Linked DNA regions of Salmo salar: region 2 is linked to region 1. A link is a contact called in public Hi-C data. All regions are on one chromosome and are shown on one strand. Each heading gives the region's core, a stretch centred on a gene start, on an enhancer-like site or on the middle of the called end of the contact. The rest is flanking DNA. Distances are from core to core; before and after follow the strand shown. Region 1 has its middle 11 kb from the start of LOC123739253. Region 2 holds the start of LOC106584182 (vascular endothelial growth factor A-A).

Region 1 (2,700 bases), core at 74-2,573:
CGTAGGAAGTGTCACGTTACAGCAAAGATCCTCAGTCTTCAATAAACAGAGACAAGAAGAACAAGATCTTGTCAGAGAGGGCACTTCCTGTAAGGAATCTTCTCAGGTTTTTGCCTGCCATATGAGTTCTGTTATACTCACAGACACCATTCAAACAGTTTTAGAAACGCTAGGGTGTTTTCTATCCAAAGCCAATAATTATATGCATATTCTAGTTACTGGGCAGGAGTAGTAACCAGATTAAATCGGGTACGTTTTTTATCCGGCCGTGTCAATACTGCCCCCTACCCCCAACAGGTTAAAAGGATCTCTAAGGTCAGAGTGTGACAAGATGAAAGGAAGGAGAAAATATGTTGTGCATATGTTGGCATTACGTGCTGTGTGAGGTGAAACCTATTTCCTGTGTCTTTTGTCTTATTGTGCTGAGGGGTTTGGCACCCTACACATGTGCTACATATCCCCACTGGATTGATTTTTTCCCCAAGGGGATTTTTCGCTTTGGCTTTTTGGGCCTTTTGTGTGGCTTTTATAATTGGGCCTTGCTGCACAGGTTGCAAGGCAGATCCTGACTGTGACAGATCTGGAAGTCCCTTAGGGGTGTTTGCCTGTTGTCATTGTACTCAGCGTAAAGAAATACATTATAATCAAACACCAACCTTCGTCGGTTTTGTTATTTCATTTATTAATCTTTCGACCTTGGCACCACGGGGTATTGGGTGCAGTTGTTAATCAAACAAAAGATGAAAATGCATTCCTACAATACCATTCATACCAGGAAGGGGCATGGCTCAGTAAATCATTGCTGATTCTTTAATAAATAGAACATTTGATTTAACTCGAAGTTAAACATTTATTGTTTCCTACTTTACAAAAATGATTTAGGTAAAGCAGCATTCAGTATGTGCTTCACTTTGTAAGTCTAGGCTGATATGAGTACTGTCATTCACCTGGCTACTGCTCTCATGAGTTTGTTAAAAGTGCTGGTTATGATGGTGAAGTTTACATTCTATGGGCGTGTCACTGCATGGTGGGAGGAGGATCTGAATGTGGACTTTAGGTAAACCTACCAACATCCAACCACACCCCCTGTCTATGTCCTCATATGACCCAATGACCTCACATTGTCATCTTCACAATCACACACTTGCACGCTCGCACACACGTACGTACACACAAACACTAGCACACACAGACACTAGCACAAACCCGTCAAAGTCAAATGCTACAGACCTCACACCATGCCACAAGGGACCTCACACACACATGCACGCACACCCACCCACCCACAACCTCTCTGGAAGAGTCACAATGTAACACACACCCACTGACCCCACAGCAGTTGTCCACGTCAGTCCAGCAGAAGACATGTGAACTCTGAATCCAGTCCAGTGTTGGGGAGACTGGGGTTAGTTTTCGCACGGGTTGGTTGTCACAGTGCGGTGTAATAAATATCAAGATAAAAATGTGTGTCCTGCATATGCGAGGTCATCCATGTGGTCAATATAGGTCAAAAATCACAAAATATTGAGAGGAATATTGTCATTTTGTTATGGGTGAAAGTAAATATTTATATTCTTGTTATTTCTTTAATAAATACAGTAGTTATGTGGTGAGCGTATCCATAAACAATTACTTGTATTGGGGGGAGGGGGGGGGGGGGTTTCATCCCCATTGGAACAAAGTAAGCTAAATTATGTTGAAAAGACGTCTATGTTTTACAAGTTTGGGCGGCACAGTACAGCAAAGCACAGTCAGTACAGAGTACAGTAAAGTGCACAGTGCAGTGCAGCACAGTAGAGCAAAGTAGAATACAGTACATTGCAGTACAGTGCGGTAAAGTACAGTTGAAATCAGTAGAGTATAGTACAGTAGATCAGAGTGCAGTACATTGTACTCTGCCCTACTGTGCTGAAATCTACTGTGCGGTATTGAACTGAACTATACTCTACTTTACTTTACTGTATCATACTGTGCTTTACTGTACTGCACAGTACTGAACTGAACTATACTCTCCTTTACTTTACCCTACTGTACTGAATACACTACTTTTCTTTACTGAACTCTACTGTATACTGTCAAACTTGTGAAACATAGACATCTATAATTGATTCAGATTTGGTTTGGTCCAGACCTGCTTGTCAAAACATGGAGTCATGCAACTCCTCTGAGAGTCAGCAACACACACACACACACACGCCAACCTATTCCAGTTTGAAAAAGCAATCCTTGTTTACCCCCCCCCCCCCAAAAGAAAAGGTTAACACAAATGTTTACAGCTTTACTTTTTTCACTTTATCAGAAGTCTCTTCTTCTTATTGATGTCCTTTAGTAGTGTTTTTTTTTTACAGCAATTCGACCATGAAGGCCTGATTTACACAGTCTCTTCTGAACAGTTGATGTTGAGATGTACCTGTTACTTGAACTCTGTGAAGCATTTATTTGGGTTGCAATTTCTGAGACTGGTAACGCTAATGAACTTATCCTCTGCAGCAGAGGTAACTCTGGATCTTCCATTCCTGTGGCAGTCGTCATGAGAGCCAGTTTCATCATAGCGCTTGATGGTTTTTGCGACTGCACTTGAAGAAACGTTCAAAGTTCTTGAAATGTTCCGTAGTGACTGACCTTTATGTCTTAAAGTAATGATGGACTGTCATTTCTCTTTCCTTATTTGAGCTGTTCTTGCATAATATGTACTTGGTC
Region 2 (2,700 bases), core at 86-2,585, 93 kb before region 1:
GTCTTAGTGAGAGTATGTTTTGGGGGGCAGTATTGGGGAAAGCGGGACTGTGTGTGTGAGAACTGAAGCAAGAGAGGATGGAGGTTCTCTGTATCTCTCTCTGTGTGTGTGTGTGTGTGTGTGTGTGTGTGTGTGTGTGTGTGTGTGTGTGTGTGTGTGTGTGTGTGTGTGTGTGTGTGTGTGTGTGTGAGATATCCCATCCGTACAGACTCATGCAGTCCCCCTATTAAATTAATTCCTTGTGTAACAAATATGTAGCAGGCATTCCATCTTCCCTACGCATAAAGATCAATTATCGAATATGTATGACTTGTTCTCTTCTGATTTACATGACAGATGAAAGAGGATGAATACCAAAAACAATTGTGCTTTTGGAATGCTTAAATGCTGAAACAAGACCTCCAATATCAAACAATATGTCCACGCAAGTCAAGAATCTGACATGTTTCAGTTGATTGTGTTGGCTCAGCCATGCCTAGCTAAGAGCTTCCTAAAGCGCACCTGAACACAAGTGTCTTCCTCACTTGGGAACATATAATGACATTTTCTAAAGTTTGACTTACTTTCTAATAAGGATAATTTCTTGCAACTTTCAGCACCTAGAACGTGCTATGATAATGAGGCTATGGAATGAGCCTTTTATGATTCCTGAACTCAGCATCATGTGTGTGGTACACCAAAAGCAAACCACTATACAGCCCAGGCAAGTCCCTCTCCACTCTTTCATACCTGAACATCCTCACCTACTGTACTCTGTATCCTTTTAGAGATCCAGGCATCTCTAATGTCCAATATAGGCTACAATCTCTGTTTAACTGATCAACTAAAAACATGTGTGCACCACCACCTCCAAGCGCTGGAAGTTAACTTTAGGTGCAAAAGCGATTCCTGCAATAGTATAGGCCTGGCCTGCTTCTAATTGGGTATTTTCACATTGTTTATGGTAACTCTTGCCAATACTTTAACATACAAAAACCTTTGGTTGAAAAATAAGAAGCATGTCAATTCCAATATTTCAACAAAATGGTAAATGGCTATCACAATGATGAATGATTCAAAAGCTGCAAAGAAAAAAGGCCACAAGAGACCATTAAATGCACCAACAACACAACTAACTATTGGCCATTTAATACTTACCATTTTAAACGTGTCATGTATTATATTTTTCATAAAAATTGTGACTTAAAGCACTCACCAAATCGCACAATGTGAACATCTCTGTTAAATATTTGATGGGAGCGCGCCCACCACCCCTCGCCACCAACCAGTAACGCCCACATTGGGGATCTAACCAATGAGCGCAAACGACGTCCTACAGTCGACACGTCCGATTGCTAAACGCAATAGCTGACGATCGTGGAACAGTAAACGCGCTACAACGAGCGAGAAACAGAGGTGTATGACAAGATCTCCTTATTCTGCGCCTGGACGTCCAAACCCAAAGTCAGAGTAAAACACATTTAAAAAAGCAAGACAAAGGAAAGGGAGACCGTTTCAGTGCGTTTCAAGGAGGATCGCTAACGGATCACTTTGCATAGGCAAACGCTCACCCTCACTTACTGTGATCAATGTTGTTATAACTCAGCCGCCGCTTTCACACAGTTAAGTTGCTTTCAGAAGTTGGTGAAAGTTTTCATCCTGGTGAGCAGATAGTAGGACGGTGATGTTACGTCCATTATGGGGTTTCTAATGTGGATGTAGAATAGAAATCTTGGAAGTCTCCGGATGACCGACGCATTTTGGATGTTACCATTCTTTGGGGCTATTCTCTGAGATTCCTTAGAGGCGGTTGCAATCCCCAAAAAAAAGGATTCCTCTCAGGTGGCACATCTGCTATGTTTGGATGGATTTGATTTTACTATAACCAAGTTATCAAGAAATTGTTGCGTTTTTTTGTGTTTTTTCTTTATTATTGTGTCTGATCCAAACGACAGCTGAAATTTTAGTACAACTGTACCACTCACCCTCGGAATTACAATCATGAACATTGGCAGTTTTGTACAATTATTATTTGCAGCGCTGCTTCAGCTTCATTTTTATGCAGTTAAGGTGAGAATTATATTTAAATCGGAGGGGCATCAGATGCGTTTGAATTAGGAATACAATGCTGTTCATGTTTCATTAATGAGGGGATCGCCCTTATCGCTCAACCTCGTCACTTGCTGCTAGGTGTGTAGGCCACTTACAATGTATTCACTTTCTGTAAATCATAGGCCTAATGAGAGATTTTATGTCACATTTGAATTGTTAATCCTGACGTTTGACATACATTTTGGTCCTTTTGGGAAAAAGTGCCATAGGCCTATTCCAATTAACGCTGTCTTTTCTATTATAATTAGGCTATTATTTGTATTATCATTATAACTTTTGAAAATGCACAATGCACCCGGCATTAATGTCAACAAAATAGTAGGCTAGGCAAAATCGGAATTTTGAGTGACGTAAAAGTGAAACGAGTTGCCTCATTACACTAACATCATCCAAAATCACTATTGTCGTGATTTAATTCAATTGGATTCCTATTGAATAAAATTACGACAACATAATGTCACTACACCCACTGGCCACACACTGGTTGAACCAACGTCGTTTCCATTGAACCAACGTGTAATAGAGGTAGAATTGATGTGTGTGTCCAGCGAGTTGATTCCAATATTGGCAATGTATTTGCTCTCGTTTGTAGGCTAGTCTACTGTAATG

Evidence for each region. A called contact is a pair of places that touch in the nucleus more often than the background predicts.
Region 2: a contact with region 1 is called in a Hi-C map of muscle, with 4 times the contacts expected there. The contact joins the promoter of LOC106584182 here to the enhancer-like site in region 1. A contact is called at or near these places in 2 of 3 Hi-C or Micro-C datasets (gill and muscle).

What each region holds. Positions count from the first base shown.
Region 1 is chrssa02:46,231,389-46,234,088 of Ssal_v3.1, reverse strand. No RefSeq gene overlaps it. Among protein-coding and RNA genes, the nearest start is that of LOC123739253, 11 kb to the left of the region's middle. Within about 2 kb of position 1,323, at least 1 of the 13 cell types and tissues checked has an H3K27ac peak or open chromatin away from gene starts, as enhancers often do. A contact at or near this core is called in muscle, where this site is marked.
Region 2 is chrssa02:46,324,174-46,326,873 of Ssal_v3.1, reverse strand. LOC106584182 (vascular endothelial growth factor A-A) reads left to right here and starts at 1,335. Exons shown (of 7, transcript XM_014169146.2): 1 at 1,335-2,049. The coding sequence starts at 1,981.